2 separate regions of the Mus musculus genome follow, and region 2 is linked to region 1. Evidence: chromatin contacts called from public promoter capture Hi-C data. All regions are on one chromosome and are shown on one strand. Each heading gives the region's core, a stretch centred on a gene start, on an enhancer-like site or on the middle of the called end of the contact. The rest is flanking DNA. Distances are from core to core; before and after follow the strand shown. Region 1 holds the start of Sin3b (transcriptional regulator, SIN3B (yeast)). Region 2 holds the start of F2rl3 (coagulation factor II (thrombin) receptor-like 3).

Region 1 (4,696 bases), core at 623-3,122:
AGATGTCTCAAGAGTTAGGTGCTGGGCTGAGACTCAACAGGACACAGTTCTCCAAGCAATGTGAGAAATTCCCTCATATTTTATGAATTAGGGAAAGGTAAGGATACACTTTCATTTTTTTACTAAAGGAAGTGTTTAAACACCAGAGCCTTCAAGTTAGGGGACTGGTAAAGTTGAAATGACATGAGGGTCTTCTTCTGGCTTCAGTACCCTGAATATCCACAAGAAACCAGCCCAGGCCGTCTACACTTCCTGAGAGCAGACAGGCAGGTCAGTACCAAGATCTGTGGGAAGCGGTCTGACTGACAGCCTGGGTTCTAGCTCCACCCACCTGTCACTAGGATGAGTCCCTTACCTAAACCAAGCCACACCTCCCAGAAGATTCTAGAAGACACGGACATTAACTCAGAAACAACCCAATACGCCTAACTGCTCTGTGTCTACAAAACAGTTCCTGTTCATACCACACTGGTTCCAGATTAGTAAGTGCTATTGAAAAGCATCGTAGGGACAAGAGCTAAGAGATCATAAGTAATATTTTCCTGCAGTATTAACAAAAAATGCTTCCCCAAACAATCAAAATCTGTACCCCATTTATTTTCTGTATTTGGGCATGTACCACAGATCTCAAGGGCAGGTCAACAACTTGTAGGAGTTAATTCTCATCTCTCTAGGGCTGAAACTCGGGTGGTCAGGCTTGGTGGCTGGCACTGCTACCCTCTGGGACATCTTACCCACCCCCAAATCAACATTTTAAATAAAGACTACACCCAACACTCCCTGTTCAGGCCTCGATTCCCCAATTCCTTCACCCCTTCCAGGAATCCCATCAGTTCCTCAGAACCACCTCATCTTGCGACTGTTTTAGAAGAGATTCCCAGGGCCCTCCAATCCTGTGCATGATTAACAGCTGAGGAGACACAGTGTAGTTGGTTTGGGGGTTAGAGGGCTCAGCCCCCAGCTCCTGGGTGTACAAGGCCCTGCAGATTACCTCTGGCTTTTGAACTCCTTCATGATCTCCAGGAAGCCGTTGTAGGTGGCAGGGTCACTGCCAAAGCGGATCTTCACCTGGTCGAGGTAGGTGAGAGCGTCCTCCACCTGTGGGGAACAAGAAGGCCAGAGGTGGGCCAGGGTCGCGCGATGCAGTGACTGATGGCTGGAAGGCCAGGGATAGAAGAGGGGTGGCACGGGGCAGCAGAGGGCCGCGAGGATAACTGCGGTGTTACTGGGAGGGCCGACGTCCGACTAGAAGGACCGAGAGCCTGCGGGTAGGACCAAGAGCCTGCGGGTAGTCCCGAGAGCCTGCGGGTAGTCCCGAGGGGCCTCGAGGAGTTCCGGGTTGGACCGAGGACCGGCGGGGACGACCGAAGGGTCTCGAGGAGGACGCGAAATCCCTTGGAAGACCGAGGGGCGTAAAAGGGAAACTACGGGCCAACTAGGAGGATCGAAGGTTTTCGGGGTGCACCGAAGGGTCCCGGGGATGACAGGGATCGCAGGAATGACTGAGAGATGTCGAGAAAGACCTCTGTATCTCTGAGAAGTCCGAGGAGCGGCGGAAATGAATTGTTAGGGGGAAACCGAGGGGCTGCCGCGAAGACCGAAGGATTCCGCGGAAGGGGTGTGGGGTCCCCGGGCCCGGCTGCGCAGAGAGGAGGCCAAGGCGGGGCCGCACGGCGGGGCGCCATCCCCGCGGGGGTCCGAGTCCCCAGGAAGAGGCTAAGGACATCACTCACGTGCACCGGCAGCTTCTCGTGCCCTCCGGAGCCCGAACGACCCCAGCGGGAGCCACCGAATCCCCGGCCCGCGGAGCCTCCGCTGCCTGCATGCGCCATGTTGGAAGTCAGAGCCGCTTCTGCCCCGCCTCCGCCTGAGCCCTGGTCGCGCTTGCGCGGGCCCCGCCTCCTAGGGGGTGGAGACTCGTGGCGTCAAATAGGGGAGTGTCCACATAAGGGCCTTGCTGGACGGGGCGGGAGGTCTTTCTCAACTTATGTGCCCTGGGGGTCTGTGGCCACCTGGAAGGCCTAAAGTGTTTTTTGATTTGTTTTGTTGGAGGGAAAGAAAGTAAAGCAAAGTTGAAGAATATTTCAAAACGCATTAATTCTATAAACTTCACATTTCAGTGTGCAGGCTCGCTTGTGATCTCAGTACCGGGGAGTCTGAGAGGAGACCACTGAGAGGTCTAACCTAAACTGGGGTACATAGTTAAGACTGCATCTCTAGGGGCTGGAGAGATGGCTCAACGCTCAACGGTAAGAGCACCGACTGCTCTTCCGAAGGTCCTTAGTTCAAATCCCAGCAAATACATGGTGGCTCACAACCACTCGTAATGAGATCTGACGCCTTCTTCTGGTGCATCTGAAGACAGCTACAGTTTACTTATTTATAATCATAAGTAAGTCTTTGGGCAGGAGCGAGCAGGGTTGGCAGGAGCGAGCAGAGGTCCTAAAATTCAATTCCCAGCAGTCACATGAAGGCTCACAACCTTCACTGTAGTGTACTCAAATACATTAAATAAATAAAACTTAAAAAAAAAAAAAGAAAAAAGACTGCATCTTTAAAAAAAAAAATGACAGTTAGGTGTTGACCTTGTCTCAAAAAGAGAGAGAGGGAAAACAAGCTTAGATGTCTGTGTTGACCCAAGACCTCAATAGTGATATTTGCAAGGCTCTGGTGCTTTCTGGAACAAGTTTCTGAATGTCTATTCTGTGAGGTTGATACAGCAATGGGCTGTAGGTGAGCAGCATCCATTCAAGAGCCATGTGGACTGAATTCTTGCACTGGGTGTGTATGTGTGTGTGTGCACGTGTGTGTACATATGTGTAGGTAAACTCACTCCTGTGTGTGTGTGTGTGTGTGTGTGTGTGTGTGTGTGTGTACAGAGACCAGAGATGGGCACAATCTTTTATCACCCAGCCCTTGTGTTTTGGGGGCAGCATCTCTTACTGAACCTGTAGCTCATTGTCTTCACTTGATACAGTGGCCATGGGTCCACCTGTCTCCACAGTAGTGCTGGGGTCACAGCCCCTAGTCTGGATCCTCCTGCTTGCTTAGAGCAAGCTCTTTACCCATTAACTCCTCTCAGAGTGACATTCCTTGATTCCGTTCACAAATGTGTGCAAACCTGGATCATGGGACCTCTGCTTCCAGGCTGACCTATCCTCCGTTCCAAACACCTACATAGTGGCTCACAACTGCTTGTAACTCCAATTTCAGGAGATCTGGCACCTTCACTGACCTCTGTAGACACTAGGCACATGTGGTACACATGTGATACATGCCAATTGAATATCCATATATTCATAAAACAACTTTTAAATTTAAACAAGGTGGAAATCAGAAGAGGAAACTACTTGATGTGGACCTCTGGCCCCCACATGCTTCCATACACACATGCATCCCTATGTGCACATGATAACATAAGGACCTAATCAGCTCTCACCCCTTAGCTTCCTCCCTGCTGCCAGTGCCCTCCACGCTGTGAGGATGTGCTCCCAGCACATGCCAGCCAAATCCAAACTCCAGCAATCACCGGGCATGTCAAAAGTAATGGGGCTTTATACACATACTTATGACCCCAGAAGAGGTGGTTTTCTGGCAGGCATGGTGGCCAGCAATGAAGCAGTAGTGACAGAATCCTAGAGCAAGGTGGCAAGCCAAGATGACTACATTGGCCAGGTTAAGCGACTGCAATGTTAGTTTTGAGTCATTTGGAAAGAGGGAACCTCAACCAAGAAAATGCCTCCATCTAGCTGGCCTGTGGGCAAGTCTGTGGGGGATTTTTCTTAATTGATGGTTGATGTGGAAAGCTCCAGCCCACTGTGGGTTCTGACTATCCTGGGCTGCTGGTCCTGCTGAGTTTAAGAAATCAGGCTGAGCAAGCCAAGGGGAGCAAGCCACTAAGCAGCACCCTCCATAGCTGGAGCAAAACACACACACCCATGCTGCCTCCTGTCATAGTGTTTCATCGAAGCAATGGAAACCCAAGGACATCAGGAGACCCTGAGGTATGTAAGGTAAAAAGTGGTCAAGGTAGACACCTAAGGCTAACCTGTGGCCATCAAGTGAATATACACATGTATGTATATGGTCCCATGTACATGAGACTAAACATACAGACAAGAGAGACAGAGAGACAGACAGAGACAGACAGAGACAGAGAAGCTGGCTATGGTGATGCCCACCTGCATCCCAGTACTCTGGAAGTGAGACTGGAGGATCATTAGTTTGAGGCCTGCCTGGGCTACAGAGACACCATCTCCAAGCTATAGCCCCAACAAAAAGGAAGGAGAGTATACCAGGTAGGCCTGGCCTCAGAATACTGACAAAAGGGTTAGTCTTCTGGTCAGTGACAGAGCACCAGGCCTACTGGCTATCTCCCAGAGACAAGCAAGTCCCTGGGAATTGAGGTCTGGCCTTGAGCTGAGTGCCTGGAGGAGCTGACATCCTGTGAGATACTGAACAAAGAGCCCTGTGACACAGAGCAGAATTGTTGACCTACAGGAACAACAAGATAAAAACGTGGTGGCATTGGACAGATCTTGCAACAATTTGTTACTGAGCCAAAAAAAAAAAAAAAAAAAAAAAAAAAAAAACTTAGCCCCAAAGTCCTTGTCCCAGAAAGCTTCTTCCCAGGGTACCAGCTGAGTGCTGAGTCAGAGATCACAAATCCTGCTCTACCCAAAAAGAAGGGCTCACT
Region 2 (4,696 bases), core at 1,632-4,131, 38 kb before region 1:
CAAGTTGCTAGAGTGGGTTCTCTTCTACCATGTGAATCCAGGCAATCAAACTCAGGTCCATAGCCATTACTCCCCTAAGCCATCTTGCCAGACCCTGAGAGATTTTTTAAGTGTTGGGACCCCAAGAGCAGAGCTAAGAAGCCAGGTGGGCCTGGGAATCCTCATTCTCCCCTTGCAGCATCTTAGGACAAATAGTAGAGTGGTGTGAAGGACCCATGTGCCTTTAAAAAGTAAGCTTAGAAAGAAAGTAAGGTGGCTCAGTCGGTAGTACCTGCTGTGCGTGCATGAGGACCAGAACCCATGTAAAAGCCAGGTGTGGCATACATGGGAAGAAGATGCAGGGAACTTGCTGGCAGACCAGCCTAGCCACAGACAATGAGTTTCAATCTGCTGAGAAATCTAATCTCGTGGGGTGGAGGCCCATTGAGATAGCTCAGCAGTTAAGAGCATCTGCTGTTCTTGTTGAGAACTGGGGTTCCATCTCCAGCATCCAAATGACACCTCATAACTAGCTATAACTCCAGTTCCAGGAGATCTGACCCTCTTATGACCTTTGTGGGCACCAGGCACACATGCAGGCAGAATACACACACACACACACACACACACACACACACACACACACACACACACACAATATATATATATATATATAGCATTTTTTTAAAAATTTAATGGTAGAGAAGGAATTGAGGTAGACACCCATCATCCTTTGGCCTCTCTGTGTACCCGCAGGCACATACAATATATGTGTGCAGACACATCTACACTGTGCAGACACATGCTAAGCACAAAGGTTTGAAGTTCTAAGAGGCACCTTGACAAAATCAGGGTGTCTAGGGCTGGATCCCCTGAAGCTCTAAGGGAAACTCCATTCTGGTTTCTCAGCATCCTCTAGCTAGTGACCTCATAACTCCTTTCTGCCTCTGGACTCTCACATAGCCCAGCCTAGCTCCAAATTCACTACAGTCAAAGATAATCCTGAACTCCTGATCCTCTTCTCCACCTCCCTAGTGCTGGAGTGACAGACGTATAGTACCCAGACCTTTTACAAAAGCATTTCCAGTGGACCTCAGCTCCACTAATGAAGGTCGCACCAACTGCATATCCAAATAAGGTCATGTCCTGAGGGTTCAAGAGGGATGTAGTTTAAGGGGAGACCCAGTCAAGCCAGAATGCCCCCTTCCCACCTCAGCTACCAGTCACAGAAGTGTAGAGGAGCAAATGGCAGTCCCTCGGCTTCCAGCCTCCCTGGAGGCCTGAGAGGAGCTGCTGGCCTCCGGCTGGCGACACAACATAGCGCGTACCTTCTCCCTGAACTCATGGGACACATAGTAGTAGATGAAAGGGTCTACGCAGCTGTTGAGGGTGCTGAGTGCCAGGCTGGGCACATAGGCTCCATAGAGATTGCCCCAGGCCTCAGGGCTCGGGTTTGAATAGTGCAGCACCAGCAGCACATTGCTAGGTGTGAAAGAGGCCACTGCCGAGAACAGTACCAGGGCTGTCAGTCTGAGTGCATGGCTGTAGCGCTGGCCATTGGCCGCCAGTGCACGAAGGGTGGCTCCATAGCACAGGCCCATGGCCAGCAGTGGCACGAAGCAGCCCAGGACAGCCAGGCAGATGAAGGCCGGTCTCCAGTGGGAGGTCTGCTCAGTCAGGGGCAGCGCATCATGACACAGCATGCGATCGGAGCCAGCTAATCGGAAGGTCTGCCGATGCAGAGTGAGAGGCAAGGCCAGGGTGGCTGCAGAGAGCCAGGCCACCAAACAGAGTCCAGTAGTGAGGCGTTGACCACGCAGTGCACGGGCCCGCAAAGGATGCACCAGGGCCAGGTATCTGTCCAAGCTGACTGCAGCCAGCAGCAACACTGAACCATACATGTGGCCATAGAGGGCAGCTGTGGCCACCCGGCAGGCAGCCTCACCAAATGGCCAGCGCTGGCCACGCAAGTGGTAAGCCAGTCGTGGTGGCAGCACCAGGGCCAACAGCAGATCAGCCACTGCCAGGTTCATGAGCAGAATGGTGGATGGCAGGCGTGGCACCCTTGTGGCCAGCACCCACAGCGCCAGCCCATTGGCAGGCAGCCCCACAGCCACCACAAGCCCATAGAGGGCAGGTACCAGCCTCGTGGGGACCCACCCCAGCAGCAGTGCTTGAGAGCTGGCCGGGAGCTCCAGCGTGTCACTGTCGTTGGCACAGAATTTGCCCGGGTAGCCTCGTGGATTAGGCTTGTCTGAGGACTTCGGCTCCTTGAGTTCTACTGTGGGACCCAGAGGGCCTTCTGTGGGAGAGAGGGGACATCAGTCAACCACTGCTCTGCCCTGCCTTTAGGGATACAAGATGAAGGAGAATAGCCTTGAGAGTCTTAGGCATTGTGGGTGCCTCAGTGTCCCCACTCCAGCACTCAGTTAATGGAAGGATACAACCCAGTCCCAAAGGCATGGAGTTTAGGGACCTAAGACTGTAAGCCTGCTCAGCAATAGCTCCATTTCTGATCCACCCCTTTAAGGGACACAGTCACTCACCATGGCTTCCCCTGGTACTCTCTACATCATCGTAGATGCTGGGGGTCTGGATGCCCTCTGCCAGGCTGATGCTGAGCCCCAGCACCAAAGGATACAGCAGCGGCCAGCACATGCTGCCAGGATCAGAAGCTTTCTGGGCTGCAGCCTGGGACTTCCTGCCCTGTCAACTCCACCCTCGGCTTCCGGAGTCCTTGTGGGGAGCAACTGCACCTTCGGGGAGACAGCAGAGCTCCCACCCCCATAGACCCATTGGGATCTGCTTGCTCACCCTGGAGCCCATCGAAGGTCCCTGTGTGCACTCAGGAGGTCTGGGTGTCCTGCCTAGGTCTCTCTCTCCAAAATGTCTCATAAAGAACTGGGCCAAGGATGGGAGAAAAGAGTCCTAGGCTTCAGCCTTACTCCCCACCCCCTACCAAATCTCCACAACATCCCCCACCTCACCCAGCCCAGGAAACATCTGTGGATCAAGTGGCCACTTCCTGCTGGCTAGTAACACAGCTCCTGTTTAGATAACAATCCAGCCTTCCTCCAAGTCATCACCATGTGGGATTCTTAGCCCTTCCAGAAGCCACCCACTATTTCCTATCTGTGGCTGGCAAGACAATAACTCATCCCAGTGCATCCTGGCTCTGTTAAAGCAGACCAACAAGCGACACACAATGCCAGCAGGTAAAGAAGGTGCTTGCCACCAAGCCTGATGGCCTGCATTCGATATGCAGGGCCCACATGGTGGAGGGAGAGGGTGAACTCCCACTCTCTGGCTCTGTCCTCTGGCTTCCATATGTACATCTTGGCATCTGAATACACACACAAGCACACATACACATAAATTAGGGTAGGCATGGTGGCACAGCCTTTAATCCCAGCACTCTAGGAAGCCAAGGTAGGCAGATCTCTGTGAGTTCAAGGATAGCCTGGTCTATGTAATAAGTTCCAGGACAGCCAGGACTACATAGTGAGACCCTGTCTCCAGACGGACGGACAGACAGATGTAAGTGAAAGCTAAAGCCATATCAACAATTGTTGTTGTCCAGAGTACCCTAAGTCCTCTTGGGGGATGTGCTAGCTGGTTTTGTGTATCAACTTGACATACACTAGAGTCATCAGAGAAGAAGCCTCAATTGAGGAAATGTATCCATGAGAGTCAGCTGTAAGACATTTTCTCAACTAGTGATCAATGGGGGAGGGCCCAGCCCTATTGCGGGTGGTACCATCCCTGGGCTGGTGGTCCTGGCTTCTATAAGAAAGCAGGCTGAGCAAGCCATGGGGAACAAGCCAGTAAGGAGCACCCACCCCTCCCTGGCCTCTGCATCAGCTCCTGCCTCCAGGTTCCTGCCCTGTAGGAGTTCCGGTCCTGATTACCTTCAAAAATGAACAGTGATATAAAACTGTAAGCCAAATAAACTTGTTCCTTCTCAACCTGCGTTTTTGGCCACAGCGTTTTGTTGCAGCAACTGAAACCCTAAGATGGGGTCACCCTGCCATCTGGATGCCTCTCTTGTTCCAGCTCCTTGCCAGGAGTAAAGTGAGATTCAGGAATGAGGCCCCTGTGTGAGCGTGGGGTCTATGCCCTTCCATATGCCTGCTGTAAGGCATTCAGTGTAAGTGTTTGAGTGTGGGGACCCTTGGAGGCACCAGTCACTGGCCCTCAAAGCTCCAGGTGTGACCTGTGCAGTAGGTGGCCTGACCTCAGCAGAGGGCCCTGAGCTGCCTTGGTGTCCTAGACACTTTGGGGAGTTGTTACAGGCACTGCTCAATTGGGGACTCTGTGTTCAGATGAGGTGGTGGGCAAGTCTGTTATCTCAGCATTTGGAGGCTGAGGCAGGAGAATTGCAATTTTGAGTGCAGCCTGGGCTATGTGATGACAAACAGTCCACAATAACTGGTTGGAAGAGGGTTGGTATGGAGATGTTACTGTGAAAGCATAAGGACCTGAGTTCAAATCCCCAGCACCCATGTAAGCAAGCTGAGCATGGCAGAACACATCTGTAAACCGCAGCTGGAGAGAGAGGGGTCCTGAAGGTTCACTGGTCAGTACACATAGCCCATCAGTGAGCTCCAGATTCAGAGAGACACCCTGTCCCGAAAATAAAGTTGAGTGCTAGGGGAAGACACAGCACTTAGACCTCTGCCCTCTGCATGCACATACACAAAGCTTTCCGCAAAGGGGT

What was found. Capture Hi-C pulls out chosen DNA fragments and counts their contacts.
Region 2: a contact with region 1 is called in a promoter capture Hi-C map of liver. The contact joins the promoter of F2rl3 here to the promoter of Sin3b in region 1. A contact is called at or near these places in 8 of 39 promoter capture datasets (the C10 cell line, cranial neural crest, embryonic stem cells and 5 more), 1 of 484 Hi-C or Micro-C datasets (granulocyte-monocyte progenitors), 7 of 115 datasets of contacts at active chromatin or transcription factors (the 230-238 cell line, the SCID.adh cell line, effector CD8 T cells and 2 more) and 3 of 9 other capture datasets (adipose tissue, liver and pancreatic islet).

What each region holds. Positions count from the first base shown.
Region 1 is chr8:72,720,446-72,725,141 of GRCm38.p6, reverse strand. It overlaps Sin3b (transcriptional regulator, SIN3B (yeast)), which reads right to left and starts at 1,872. Exons shown (of 19, transcript NM_009188.4): 1 at 1,734-1,872; 2 at 992-1,098. The coding sequence starts at 1,832.
Region 2 is chr8:72,759,844-72,764,539 of GRCm38.p6, reverse strand. F2rl3 (coagulation factor II (thrombin) receptor-like 3) reads right to left here and starts at 2,881. Exons shown (of 2, transcript NM_007975.4): 1 at 2,526-2,881; 2 at 642-2,281. The coding sequence starts at 2,637. The coding sequence ends at 1,203. It overlaps Gm39198 (a long non-coding RNA gene), which reads left to right. Exons shown (of 3, transcript XR_878934.2): 3 at 1-587.